Linked DNA regions of Sus scrofa: all the other regions are linked to region 1. Evidence: chromatin contacts called from public Hi-C data. All regions are on one chromosome and are shown on one strand. Each heading gives the region's core, a stretch centred on a gene start, on an enhancer-like site or on the middle of the called end of the contact. The rest is flanking DNA. Distances are from core to core; before and after follow the strand shown.

Evidence for each region. A called contact is a pair of places that touch in the nucleus more often than the background predicts.
Region 2: a Hi-C map of embryonic fibroblasts shows a contact between it and region 1, with 2.0 times the contacts expected there. The contact joins the promoter of PLPP5 here to the promoter of FGFR1 in region 1. A contact is called at or near these places in 3 of 47 Hi-C or Micro-C datasets (embryonic fibroblasts, fibroblasts and heart right ventricle).
Region 3: a contact with region 1 is called in a Hi-C map of subcutaneous adipose tissue, with 1.9 times the contacts expected there. The contact joins the promoter of TACC1 here to the promoter of FGFR1 in region 1. A contact is called at or near these places in 2 of 5 promoter capture datasets (fetal skeletal muscle and liver), 6 of 47 Hi-C or Micro-C datasets (embryonic fibroblasts, epiblast stem cells, mesenteric adipose tissue and 3 more) and 1 of 2 datasets of contacts at active chromatin or transcription factors (skeletal muscle).

What each region holds. Positions count from the first base shown.
Region 1 is chr15:48,051,821-48,056,607 of Sscrofa11.1, forward strand. It overlaps FGFR1 (fibroblast growth factor receptor 1), which reads left to right and starts at 2,075. Exons shown (of 20, transcript XM_005671767.3): 1 at 2,075-2,197.
Region 2 is chr15:48,243,578-48,248,364 of Sscrofa11.1, forward strand. PLPP5 (phospholipid phosphatase 5) reads left to right here and starts at 2,477. Exons shown (of 8, transcript XM_005671771.3): 1 at 2,477-2,602; 2 at 2,744-2,852; 3 at 3,272-3,362; 4 at 4,230-4,293; 5 at 4,719-4,787. The coding sequence starts at 2,532. It overlaps NSD3 (histone-lysine N-methyltransferase NSD3), which reads left to right. Exons shown (of 24, transcript XM_021075908.1): 24 at 1-2,096. The region is part of intron 15 of DDHD2 (phospholipase DDHD2); the gene reads right to left.
Region 3 is chr15:47,858,157-47,862,943 of Sscrofa11.1, forward strand. TACC1 (transforming acidic coiled-coil-containing protein 1) reads right to left here and starts at 2,948. Exons shown (of 15, transcript XM_021075676.1): 1 at 2,795-2,948. The coding sequence starts at 2,831. LOC106506224 (a long non-coding RNA gene) reads left to right here and starts at 3,613. Exons shown (of 4, transcript XR_001301395.2): 1 at 3,613-3,652; 2 at 3,975-4,162.

The sequences.
Region 1 (4,787 bases), core at 825-3,324:
CACCAGAAATAACCTGGAAACTCTTTCCTTAAATTAGGGGACAAGGTTATCTTGTTCAGCTTTTGAGCTTCCACAACCTTGTGGCTTTAGGTGGGGTGAGCATGAGGGAACAGTCTCTACCATGAACTTATATAGAAACTTTATACCACAAGTAATGTTTTTGCTGCACTAACATCCATTAATTTATTTGATTCTGGTGACAACTTTGTGAGGGTGTCTCAACCAAACGGGGGGAAATATGTCAACAAGTCTTGATCTTTTTCAGATGCACGATTTATTCAAAATCATACCGTTCATAAGCAGGGGACTAAAATGGAGGTGTCTTTCATACCTAAGGTGCCATACTTCACCCCCTGCCACTGTCCCCTACCTGACACCATGGTAGCCAGAGAAAAAATATAATAGACTCTTTACTTCCTGGGATAGCCTGATTCCTCAAGTCTGAGCAGGTCCAAGAATTTGCATTTTTCAGAACTTCCCCAGAGGACTGATGTTCATTTAGATTAGGGAACCACTAGAGGATACCACTCTGCAGAAGGACCCAGGGGAAAAGTCATTTTAGCCACTTTTCCTAGGGTTCCATAAAGTACTGGAGCAGTGTGCTCCCAGTGGGCTCTGATTAATTTCCAAAGCAACAACACCTCCAACTCCCCACCCCCCACCCCACCCCAACCCTTGCGTGCTCACTCTTTACTTCTAAAACCTTCACTGCAGGCTGAAGACTTCTCAAGGCCAAGAATGATGCTGTAGAATTTAGAAGCCCAAGCCCCTGTGGACCACACAACCTAAGCTATATGACTGGGGAAAGTAAGATGGAAGAGAAGGGTCTGAAGAGGGACCCTTTCCATAAAAGCAGCTTGGGGAGTTCCCCTTGTGGCTCAACGTGTTAAGAACCAAACCTAGTGTCTGAGAGGATGCAGGTTTGATCCCTGGCCTACTCAGTGTGTTAAGAATCCGGCCTTGCTGCAAGTCCGGGGAAGGTCGCAGATGAGGCTGGGATCTGCTGTTGCGCTGCCTGTGGTGTAGGCCTGCAGATGCAGCTCCACCTGGATCCCACTGGACTCCGGAACTTCATATGAAAAAGTGGGGGGAGCAACTTGGAAGCTTGGGTTTACTGAGTTACTAGGTGCCCTCATTTAATCTTCAACTGTGTATGGAAAGTACTATTATCCCCCTTTTACAGATGAGAAGACTGAGGTGTGGAGCAAGAAAACCGTTACCTCCTGGCGCGGACTCCACAGCGGATGCTACCACGTGCAACTTCAGGGCTACAGCGTCTCCCCACCTCATCCCCCAACTGCTCATCTGTCCACTGCTCGAAATTCGGGCGCCCTGCCGGCGGTGCTCAGGTGGAGGGCCACGCGAGCCGAAGGAAGCCAGAACGCAGGAAAGGAGCAGCGGAGTACCTGGAGACCCGGCCCGCTCCCCCTTCTCGGGGGCCGGGGCTCAGAACTACAAGGCCCAGCAGGCAGCTGCAGGGGGAGGAGGAGGAGGTGGGACCAGCGCGGGGTGAGAGAGAGAGAGTGAGCCCTCGCGCCTCGCCGGCGCACAGCGCTCGGAGCGCTCCTGCGGGCACTGGTGCGGCGGCCCCGGCAGCGGGCGGCGACAAGCGGGAGCCCCAACTCTGCTCCAGCCGCGGCGCGCGGAGGAGCTCGGGCTGTGCCCGGAGCTGGGCGGCGACGTCCGGGCAGGACCGAGACTCAGTTTAGCGCATTGCGGCGACCTCGCCTTCCCTGGCCGCGGGCGCGCGCTGCATCTAGGAGAGCCGCGGAGCCTGAGGACTTTTCTCCGGTCCGGGGGCGCCCCGCGGGGCGCACGGGACCAGTGCGGCAGTCGGCACGCCGCGGCGCCGGGGCCCCGGCAGGGCGATGGAGCCCGGTCTGCCAGAAGCTTGAGGGCCGCCGCCCGGTGCTGGAGAGGGGGGCCACGGGGTCTGGAGACCCCGGGCGGCGGACGGGAGCCCTCCCCCCGCCCCGCCTCCGGGGCACCAGCTTCGGCTCCATTGTTCCCGCCCGGGCTGGAGGCGCCGAGCCCCGAGCGCCACCGAGAGTCGAGCGCCCGCCGCGGGGCTATCGCGGCCCCGCCAGGACCGGAGCGGAGCCCGGGGGCGGCGGGCCGGAGCCGAGGACGCGGGCGCCCGCCCGCCCGCACAAGCCACGGCGGACTCTCCAGAGGCGGAATCGCCGAGCCCAGTGAGGTAAGAGCCTCGGCGCCCCCAGATCCGGGGCGGGCTCGGCGTCCCGAGCGGCCCCCGGCGCTGGAGCCCGCCGGCTGCGCACTCTCCCCGCCGCAGCCCAGTCGGGTCCGGCGCCTCCCTCCACTCGTTACCCGCCCCCCTCCACCCCCGGCTCCCTCCCCAGCGCCCGGCGCCCCCCTTTTGTCTCCCCTCCCTTCACTCCGTTCGCGTCGCCTTCTGCGCCCCCTCCCCGCGCTCGTCCCGCTGCTCCTCCTGCCGCCCAACTTTTCCGCCAACTCGCGCTGAGGAGCTGGTGAGGCGGCAGCGGCTCCGCGGTGAGTCCGGAGAAGGACAGGGCCGGGACCGAGGCGGCGGCGGGCCTGGGTTTCCTGGGACTGGGGAGGCGGGCGGGAATGGGCAGCGAGGGGTGTGTGTGCCTGTGCGTGTGCGTGTGTGTTGCATTCCACTCCATCTCTTTTTAATCCACCCATGGGGACTCACCCCAATCCAGCAGGTAGCTGTGGGTGAAAGGCTGAAAATCCGGGGTATTTTGAAGTCCTTTTCCACCTCCGGGCAAGTCCGGGGTCGCGGTTGCGGGTGGGTGGGCGGCTGGGGGCCTGAAGAGGGAAGGAAGTGGAGGGGTAGGTTAGCTTCTTTTCGAATAGGTTTTAAGGAGGTGTCGTCACCAAATGGCTGAATCTGCTTTAGCGGAGAGCGAGAAAGGAATTCCCTTTTCCAGAGGCGGGTTATCTTCTCCTTAGTCCATCTCTGAAAGGGTCGGAAGTTTGAGGAAGGGGAGCGCGCCCAGCGGGTGATGTTAAGCCTCATTATGGGGTCGGAGGTGGGGTGGGGAGGGGAATGTTCGTTCCAATCTGGTTCTTAGGAGGTGGGGGAAGGGATGAGGGTTTTGTCCGGTGCGGATCACTCGGCAGCGATGCATGTTGCTTCTCTGGCGCAGAACCCTTCTGCCCCCGTTCCCCTTTCCCGTTATGTTTGGGATTGGGGCGGGGGGCTCGAACTCTCATTTGCAGAGGAATTTATTGACGTTGTAGATGGGGTTCATTGAACACATATCCTGTGAAGGCAGCCAGACGCCTTGGGGTTGGGGGGCGGGGAGTGATGAAGACTGCTTCTCCCTTCTGGGCCCAGCAGCTTTAGCCCTTTCCAAAGTTTCTGCGATGTCTTCCCCCTCCCAACACCCCCCCCCCATTTTCCAGATGTAGCCGCCGCATCTGGTTCCGTTTCACCCCACACGGGTACACCGCAGCCACATTAACATCCCTCTTCTTCCCCCCTCCCCTGTCCCCCCTCCCCAAGCTTAAAACTGGTATTCTACAACTTGTCCTTACCACCTCGCTCTTTAAGAAGTTACCGTGGATCCCAAGTTATTTAGGATCTGTTGGTGCTGCTTTTTGGCTGCTGCGGGAAAGCGGCATCCGCCGGAGATGGGGCCAAGGTCTGGGTGGGTGGGTAGAAAGTGGGTACATCTCCTAAAGGTCGCCTCTCTGGCCATTGGTCTGACCCAGAACTGGCCCTGACGGAAGTTTCTAGAACCAAAGCCTGGCATTCTCGTCCCTTCAGTTACAGCTGGAGCCGCGGGAGCTTCTGACCCTGTCCGGAGCTCGGCGCCCGCCCGGTCTCGGGCCGGCAGCCCGTGGCGTCACGCGTCCCTTTTCCACTGTCCCTGGAGCGAGCCCGGGGCGCCGCGGCCCGGGGCGTGGGAGGACCCTAACCCCCGTCCCTCGGCTGTCGCTCTCTGTGTGTTTCTGTGTGTTTTTAAGGAGTTGTTTGGACTGCAGCTCCGGAAACTAAAGCGGGGCGTTTTACCACGTCAATACCCGCTGCAGCTTTGAAAAGCGTCAGGTTGCTGAGGGGTTTGGGTTCTACTCTTTGAGGCTGGAAAGCGCCTTCTGGTTCCAAAGTTGTGGCCGGGTGGGGAGAGTTGGTGGGGAGAGCTGGTCTCGCACCCTCTCTTTTCCAGCCTCTTTCAAATTGAAAACACTTCTCTGGTTTCCTCCTTTGGGCGGTAGTTTGGAGGCTGTAATGAAATCGCACTTTCTCTAGACACGGTAATTAAGGTGACTGTTTCCTCCGCAGATGTGCCCTGCCCTTTGCACCTCCGGCCCAGCGCTTTTTTTGGAATCCCATCTAAACTGTAGAACCTTAGCCTTGAGACTCTTGAGCAGAAAGTGGCCATTTTCCTCCGTTGGCCCAGGCTCCCGGTTTCCTCTCGGAGGCCTGTTTAAAAGCTAAGTAGCTGGCCCCGAGGGGATGTCCCTCTGTCTGGCTAATTACCCCCAAGCCTGGGTCATCGCCCTTCCTTTAAGTAACCGAGGGAGAGCCTTTGCGGAGGACCTAGCGACCTGACCTTCCTGATCAGCTGTCATGATGGCCTGCCTCCCTAATGACTTGTTTACATATTCCCCCCACCCTTGGTTGGGAGAAGCCCCAGGGCTGCCGCTGACACCCCCCCCCCCCAGGATCCGGTTGTCTGGGGACTGGGAGGCTTCGGAGGCCTGGCTCCAGCTGGGATGGTTGTGTATTTGCATTGGTGACGGGCTCCTTGAAATATCTGTTGCATTTACTCTTAGTCATAGCTGAGTGTCAGCTA
Region 2 (4,787 bases), core at 1,227-3,726, 190 kb after region 1:
CCAGGATGAGAGCCAGTCACCACGGAGTCCTTACAGCTGGGACAGCTCACATCTGTGAGGTACAGTGACACGGGGGAGTTGCTGTATCGTTGGGCGGTGTGAATTAGACTTGAATGACTTCCTAAAAGGCTGATCTGTCTAGGCCGCTAGTTGTCCCGGCTGCCGCAGATGTGATCATTTGCTTTGGCCTTGGGCCACCTTGAATCCGTCTTGGGTTATTTGTAAACAAGGAGTAGAACTCACTTCATTTTCAGACAGGCTCGGGAAGAGATGTAATTAGACAGCTTTGCCATGAATTGACAAATACGGAAGAGTTGGAAATTGTATATACTGAAGTCTACCAGCTCTTATCTGGGGTGGGGTTCAGGGAGAAGGGGGGTTATGCGGGGGGGAGGGGGGGGCGGGGGGGAATGATGATGTTTACCACAGGTACGAAGTCGTCACTTTAACATTGAGACCTCTGCCTCATTGAATTCAGGTTTTTTAAGTACTTGAAACTCCTCAGATTCTCCTTATTTTACAGTTCTTTTAAAACTTATGAAGTAGCGAGCATTGTTTGTATCCTGTTTTGTCTCTTACCCCCTCTGGCGTGGGTGAAAGGGGAGCCCCGCAGGCGGCTCACAGCACGGCCGGATTCAGTGCACATGCTTGGGGAAGAGGCTCCTGCATGAAATACCAGCAGCACTTACACAAGGATTCCCTGTGTCTGTTCTTTCTTTTGTCATTTTGTCAACCCTATCCCCAAGCACCTTTTCTTTCCTTTTCATTATACGCCTGTGTAGGGAAAAAAACAGAAATTTGCACTTAATGTTACACTCCTGAAATGCTGGGTGTGTGTAGCCTGTGTGTTTCAAGCCTATTTCCGTTCTTTCCTCTTTCAGTCCATTGCTTAAGTGACAAGTTCAGATGCTTGTGGCACTTAATGTATGAAGGGGAGAGGAAGAGAATTACCTTCCTTTGGTAGCCTCTCCAAGTCATTAACATGTAAGAAAAAAAGGGAAAAGATGAATAGTTGCCAAAGTCATTTCTTCGGTCCTTAGTTTGCCTGTGTGGCATCAGTGCATCTGCTCATTGGCCAGAAAGCGCCCTGGGGCCCGAGCTCCTATCCCGACCTCCACAGAGCTCCGCTGTGTGCGGGTGGCTCTCCGTATCCAGCAGATTACCTCGGTGAGGGATTTATGTGGTATCCTTGACAGTTTAGAAGTGGACTGGATAAAATTCACTTTTACTTTGTTGTCACTAATACTGCTCTTTATCTCATTGTGCTGTCACATACCCTTTGTCAAAAAAGAAAATCACATTGCCACCAATAACCACGATGCTAAGTGAAGATTATAACTGGCTAATAAGGTTCTTTTTATATACAAGGGTGTGTGCAAAATTGGAATTGATATGAGAAATTCATTTGTATCCACTTGTGATATTGCACAACAAACACAGATACCTACAGATTCTGTTTTCATTTCCTCGTGATCTTTATCTATAATGACCTTTGTAGATTGGTTATTTCTGTACTTTATCTGTAATAAACTTTGTAGATCCTGTGAAATGTTATTTTGCCTAAATCACTTGAGACTTGAGTCTTTAATAACAAAGCATCAATATTCACTAAAGTCAATCTCTTTTGAGTTTCTGTGACTTGGCTAGAAGCTCCTGACACTAAGGGATTGGTGTTCATTCTCCCTGGGGGGTTCACTAGGGCATTACTGTATAATGACTTGATGTTGCCACATAGACTTCAAGATATATGATATTTTGGGGATTTTGTTGATTGGCCTATGTTTTATTGCATAGTGTGAAATGTGTAAAGCTTGGTTAACCTGTATATAGATAGCTTATTGTTGACCAGTTATAGTATATTTAGGATTGCTTGTAATATTTAAGCTTCTTACTACTGTGCGTGCTGGTAGGAACATATAATTTTTGTATATTTACTGAGATGTTGCCCTTTTTTATTTTACAAATACTTTGGAATTCAAATGTGTTTTTTGCTTCCGTGAGGATTAATTTGGAAAGGTTTTTAATGACATTCCACTGATTTCAGATTTTGCTTGGAGACCGACTTAAATAAATTGTCCTGTATGTTCCAAATTAAACATGTGGACTTATTCATTGCCTGTAAGTTCTTGCTGCAACTCAATGGGCAAGAGGCCATTCTGGGCCGGGGCGGGGAGTGAGGGGGTTGAAACACCCAGAAAGTCCAGCCCAGCCAGCAAGGCCTACAGCCGGCGGCTCCCGAGCGGTGTACGGAGGGAGCCACGTGCTAATGTGCTACGCTGCTAAGACACTTGGATCCGGAAACGTGGGGTCTGCGTGGCTTCCACGGAGGGAAGGCCCGGGCCTCTGCAAAGTACTAAGTCTGGAAACCACGAGGTGACGGGAGGGGGACGAATGCCAGTGGCGATTCTTCACTTCCGCCCCTCCCTCTCCCACGCCCCGCCCCGCCTTGCTCCGCCCCTGACACCGGGTGCAGCTTCGCTGCCACCACCCCAGCACCTTCCTCTCTGCAGCCACGTCAGCCGCATCCAGTGATGGGGAAAGTGGCGGCAGCGGCCTTGGGGGCCGAGGTGGGCGTGCGGATCGCGCTGTTTGCGGCCTTCCTGTAAGGACTTGGGTTCGGACCCCCGGAGACCAGCCCCGCAACCCCCGGCCGCCCGGTGGAGAGCAGATCCGCCTCCCCTCCAGGCTCCGCCCGCTTCCGGGAAGCTGCCGACGCGCCTGCACCTTTGTGTTCCCCCTTTAGGGTAACAGAGCTGCTCCCGCCCTTTCAGAGGCTCATCCAACCCGAGGAGATGTGGCTTTATCGGAATCCGTACTTTGAAGCAGAGTATTTCCCTACCAAGCCGATGTTTGTGCGTGAGAACCAGCCTTCCTTTTGACCTTCGTTCGAGTTTAATGTTGGGAAGTGGGAGGGGCTCATCCTGTCTCCAAAATGACCTTTGTTGATGTGCTAAAACTTTGTATTTAAGATCCGGATTTACAGAACAAGGTGCCCATCCACTCTGGCTCAAGATACGGGTTCTGAGGACGCTTTAGGGCGCCCGGGGTAACTGGTCATTTAGTATACGGGTGATGGGTGCTCCTGGTGGTACTGTGTGCCCAGTTTAGCGCAGACAGACACTGGACACTGCATTTGCAGGGTAACAGGTCTAACAGGTGAGCTGTGCCTTCACTTCCGTCCTTCTCTTGTAGGAGCTATTTTCATACTTGTGGGAAGTTTTATGTGCGATTTTATCTTTTGTATTTTAACCCCTGACATATTCTGGTTCAGGTTATTGCATTTCTCTCTCCGCTGTCTCTGATCCTCCTGGCCAAATGTCTCAAGAAGGCAGACACAGCAGACAGCCAACAAGCCTGCCTGGGTAAGAGCCAGCCCTCCTGGCTGGTGTCTCCCTTTAGTGCTGAGAGAAGGGTGACGACGGGTTCCCTCACTGGGGTTGCAGTCTCAGTGTGTGGGAGCCACTGACCTGTGTTCCTAAACTAATTCTGTCACCCCTGTACTCCACCTGTGAGAAGAAGTTGGTTCACTGGGTGTGTCTCAGGGCACTGGATTATTTGTCTAGAGTACGGAAGTTGTCTGTGTACCACAACAGAGTGGTCACCGAGGGCCAGAATTTTCTTTTTTTTCCTCTTTAGGGCCACACCTGCTGCATATGGAAGTTCCTAGGCTAGGGGTCAAATCAGAGCTGCAGCTGCCAGCCTACACCACAGCCACAGCAACACCAGATCCTTAACTCGGTGAGTGTGGGACTGAACCCACATCCTCATTTTTAGACTCTGCTTAAAATTCTCGGGGAAAGAGCACAGTGGCCTTAGAGAAAGGTTAGTGTGTGTTTTGCTAGCAACTTTATCTAATAACACTTAGTCTTTTTAGGGCCGCACTTGTGGCATATGGAGGTTCCCAGGCTAGGGGTCTAATTGGAGCTGCACCCAAGGCATTTGGAAGTTCCCAGGCTTGGGATGGAAACAGAGCCGAGCCAGTGGCCTACACCACAGCCACAGCAATGCAGGATCCAAACCGAATCTGTGACCTATACCATAGCTCACAGCAATGCCAGATCCTTAACCCACGGAGCCACAATGAGAATTCCCAGAATTATTCTTATACTCAGCTCTGGGTGAAGCCTGACTATTGCTCTATAGAAACCACAGTTGCTCTCTTAATGGACAGCGACCATACGACTCTTTCAAGGCAGATCCTACTAACAGCAAGTTTCTTTATTTTCCAGCTGCCAGCCTTGCTCTGGCTCTAAATGGTGTCTTTACCAACACAGTAAAACTGATAGTGGGGAGGTAAGTGACAAGAGCCAGCCTCTGTGCCCGTCTCAGGAGAGGTGGTTAACAGACCTTTTCTCTTTATTCTGTCTGATCTTTCCCATTTACCACCTCCTCCCTTAGCTCCACCTCAGCCCCTCCCGGAACACCTATGCACTTTTATGCTCAGACCAGCATCTCCCAGACACGGAGTGTGTACCCCAAAGCATCCCCAGAAGCTGCAGTTTGACTTGCTCTTTGCCCTAAAAAAGTAATCATGTGTTACAGTGCCTTTTTTTTGGTCTAATTTAAATATTGACCCTGGAAATAGACTTCTTAATTGTGACTACTGATCCAGTTTTATTTTGCCTGGGACACTATTTGAGGGACAGTTAACAGGATTATTGCTGTCTGACCCAACCAAGACATAATTTCTAGAGGTGCACCATGCTTCTTTCTCCCAGGCCCCGCCCAGACTTCTTCTACCGCTGCTTCCCCGATGGCCAAGCCCACCCTGACTCCGTGTGCACTGG
Region 3 (4,787 bases), core at 1,698-4,197, 190 kb before region 1:
AATCGTATAGTATGTAAATTACACCACAATAAAGATTACATACATGTATGTATGTATACAAACATTAAAAAAAAATTTTAAGGGAGTTCCCGTCGTGGCGCAGTGGTTAACGAATCCAACTAGGAACCATGAGGTTGCGGGTTCGGTCCCTGCCCTTGCTCAGTGGGTTAACGATCCGGCGTTGCCGTGAGCTGTGGTGTAGGTTGCAGACGCGGCTCGGATCCCGAGTTGCTGTGGCTCTGGCGTAGGCTGGTGGCTACAGCTCCGATTGGACCCTAGCCTGGAACCTCCATATGCCGCGGGGGCGGCCCAAGAAATAGCAAAAAGACCAAAAAAAAAAAAAAATTTAAAAAAGAGGGAGAGAGAGTCCAGGTTGGAACAGAAGCTCTCTGGGGCCCTGCCACTTGTCTGTCCCTGTCCCCAGGGATGGGCTGCCTGAGATGGAAGAGCTCACCTCCTGAGCCCGCCTGGCACATGCCTCCTGTGGGTTCTCCAGGGCAGGAGAAGCTCATTAAGTAGGAGGCTAAGGGAGGGCCAAGGAAGAGCCTAGACAGGGCTGAGCTAGAAAAATCAACCCTGCTCTGTAAACAGTTGTTTTCAGCCTGGACACATCACCTGCTCCCCATTAGTCATTCTGAACGTGGTTTTCAAATCTTCCTTTTAACGGGGCACCCCAATAAGTCAGTCAGGTAAAGATGGAGATGCCTTGTTGCGAGCGGGAAGAGGAGGCTGCGGGAGCATCCACGGGGCCCCTTGTTGACCTCCTCCCCAAGGGGGATCCTACATCTGAAGAGCAAGGAGGGCCTTAGAGCACAGTTCAAGAAACATTTTTCTTTTTTTCTTTTTTTTTTTCCTTTTTTGGCTGCAGCCTTGGCATGCAGAAGTTCCAGGGCCAGGGATCGAACCCATGCTATGGCAGTAACCAGAGCCACAGCAGTGACAATACCAGATCCTTAACCAACTCAGCCACTAGGGAACTCTGAGAAACATCTCGTTTTTAAGAGAAACAAAGTGGTCCCTGAGTTTCCCTGGGCATGGGGGATTTGTTCCAGGAGGCCCACTGACACCAAAACCTACCTACATTCAAGTCCCTTATATAAAATGACATAGTATTCGCCCAGAACCAACACACATCCTCTCTTATACTTTAAATCATCTCTCGATGACTTATAAAAGCTAATACATGTGAATAGTTGTAAATACAAATGTAAATGCTATGTCAATAATTGCAGGGCAAATTCAAGTTTTGCTTTTTGGAAATTTTGGAATTTTATTTTACTTTATTTTCTTGGTCCAAAGTTGGTCAAATCCATGATTGCAGATCTGTATATGAGAGGAACCCAGCCCTGAAGGAGCTTAGAGTCAACCGAGCTGGCAGCTACAGGCCTGCACCTGCTGGTATATGAATGCTAATGTCCCTTGTTAAGGCACAAACCCTGACATGGCACTATGGCTACCTCCTACAGAACCCTGAGGGTTTTCAGCTCTACATTTGTACTTCACACTGCCAGGGTTGGGAAGATCTGTCAACATTGTTCGCCTGCTTCAGTAAAATAATCTTTTAAAATTCATTTATCTCTTACAACACGTCTGTGAGCTGGGGTTATTATTGTCTCATTTGACAGATGAGGAAACGGGCTGAGGACATTCACCTTGTCTGAAGTCACGCAGCTGGAGAATATGGGGACCGAGAGTCAAACCCCCACCTTGGTTTGGAGCAGGGCAGCCTGGCCTCAGTACAGATCCCTCCTCTGCATTTATTAGGTGTGTCTCCAGCCTCAGTTTCCCCATCTGTAAAATGGGGATGATGATGATAATACCCACCACCTTTAGAATGGTGCCGGCACACAGTCTGTGCTCAACAAGAGTTAGTTGCTATCTTAAGATCACCAAGAAATAGATTACGACTCATGCATCCCATCCATTCTCTCATTTGTTTAGCTTGTTAGAGAACAGTACAGCAAGGTGATAGGTGCATAAGGAGCAAAATGTGTGCTCTAGAGAAGGACCATTGGAGTTCAGAGAAGGGGCATTTGAAATGGTTCGTTTATGATAAAAATCTGAGTACTTGTGCAGAAGCCATGCTGCATTCTCTGTATCAGTTCAGTGTCAGCAGGTGCTGCCAAGGCTAGCCTCTCAGGGACGAACTGCTGGGGCATGTCCCTAATGATGGCGAGGGCCACATGCAGCCTTCAGGGTTGACCAGTTAGCTCCGCCACAGACGTGGATGTCTCCAAGGGCACCTGGGCTCTGCCCATAAAGGCGTAGCATTGAGCTCCAGTCTCACATCCCCACACCTGAGAAACAGCTCAAGGTGTGTATTCCCATGATGCGGGGAGGAGGAGGGAGTTTGGTGGGCAGGACACAGGTCCTGGGAAACAGCTGGACCACAGCTCACCAAGGTGAAAATGCCTTTTCCTTCTGCATCCATTTGGATCACTTCTCTCTGAATCTACTCAGAGCTGAAGGTATTTACAAATGCTCCTTGACTCCTTGCCCACCAAAAGAAAAGGAAAAAGAAAAAGAAACAAAGAAGTCAGGGAATTCCCAGAATTCTACCCTAACACTTCTACATCAGAAGGCAAACAAGAGGTAGTGCTTCCAGAGACCCAAGAATTAAAGTTAAAATTGGAAAGAAAGAGAGGAAAGAAATGCCTGACGTCCCTGGCGTCCACTCACCCACAGCACTGTCCCATCGTCAAGAAAACGCCCCCAGCCCGAGCTTAAAGGTCAAGGGCTCTGCTTTGCTCCGTAAGTGTCAGACAACCCAAGCACACGCAGCCCCCGTTCCTACCTCGTAGGCGGTGGTCCCCGGGTCTCCTCTCTCCCATTGGCACCACCTGCTACAGTGGCTCCATCACCTCTGCTGGGAAGCTGACGCCCCTGATCAGGGAGCGGTTCCGAGAAAGGAAGGGGAGGGCAGGCTCTGAGATCACCGACGTGGGGAGGGGTGGGTCTCCGAACCAAACACTTGGTTCTAGGGAAAAGGATGTTTTGTAAAGTTTTGGCTTGAACGTTCAGGGGCAGAACAGGAAATGTCCACTGGGTCTGGGAGCCCCACGGAGAAATCGCTGCAGCCTCCTAGCTCTCTGATCTGTGGTCCCATCTGGAATTTAAAGCTCCTCTGTTTGAAGCCTGGTGCCTTTTCCCCCCTTCCTCTTTTCCTCCAGCACTATTTTTTTTCCTCCTTAATGTAACGTCAGCTTCGTTCCTCACAAGCTGGAAAATTTTTCCTCGGCCTAAACTTGGCTCAGGAATACTCTCCCCTTGTGAGAGAATTTCTCCTGTTACACAGTTCAGATTAAAAAAAAAAAAAAAAAAAAAGAGAGAGAGAGAGAGATTTGTTTTGCCAGCTTTTGTACTAGAAACATTTTTGATGGATCACTCCCCACCCCCACCCCCAACCTCTGGATTCCAAGAAATATACACACCCACATCCCTCTTGGCTGTTTGTCTTGTTTGTTTTTTTCTTTTTTTGGCATATGGAGTTCCTGGGCCAGGGCTCAGATGCCAGCCGCAGTTGTGACCCACATCATAGCTGTGGCAATGCTGGATCCTTTAATCCACTGTGACTGGCTGGGGATGAACCCATGTCCTGGCACTGCAGAGACACCATCCACCCTGTTGTGCCACAGCAGGAACTCCTTGACTGGTTTGTTTGTTTGTTTTTCTTCTCCCTCTTCTAATTGGAAAATAATAACAGAGTTCCCTGGTGGCTCAGCAGGTTAAGGATCTGGCGTTGCCACTGTTGTGGCACAGGTTTGATCCCTGGCCTGGAAACTTCCATTGTTGTGGGAGGGGGCAAAAAAAGACAAAAATAATAATAATTGATAAAGATGGCAGTGAAAATGTCCTGTGGGTTCATAGAGTCCTGCCTGGGGCCAGCCTTCCCCACGTGCACACCTCTACCCACAGTGTAGGGCATGTGCTGCATGGCAGGGAGGGGAATTGATGATTTTCCTGGCCCTCTCCAGTTCTAGGTCTTTCCATGATGGAAGCGCAGGAATTGGCTATCACAAATGGGATCCAGTTCCCACTACAAACTGCCTCCTCAGCCCCCAGAAATGAAGCAGGAAGATTCCTCATTGTGATTCTTGGAGATGCTGAGTTGGAGGTACAGGAGGTGCAAGGGGATCCTGATTCAGTTGTTGCTGATGGCCTGGTAAGTGGCTTGTCTGTGAACTATCAAATGCAATGAAACTTGGGATCCTCATGGACCCCTGCAATAAAACTCAGTGGTTTTCACAGTTCTAACTGGAAAATTTGTCCACAAACAGGGAATTAGAACATCTCTGTTCTATTTATTAAAGGAAGGTGAATAATAAACAAATTAATAGTGTACACAAGATTACAAGAAAAAAGGTTTCATGCCAATTCATTAGGTTAGATAATTTCAAATGTTTTAGAGGTCTCCTTCATTTACAAAAATTATACAGTAGGGAGTTCCCTTGTGGCTCAGTGGGTTAAGGATCTGGTGTTGTCATGGCAGAGTGTTGGCGCGAATTCGATCCCTGGCCTGGGAACTTCTACATGCCATGGCTGTAGCCAAAAAAAAAAAAAAAAAAAAAAAAAATTGTATACATAATAGGCTGAGGCTAACAATTTTAAGATGTTGAGTTGATGTACTGATTACATATTATTTTTATCTGGTTAGTGAGGTGAAACTGACCTAGGTGATATTTTTTCTGTTCTAGTTTGACTTTGGTACCTGAACTTGAAAGTAATTGACATGCATTTATATTCTGAAATTTAGAGAGCCTATCATTTTTTTTTTCTCTTTAGGCCCC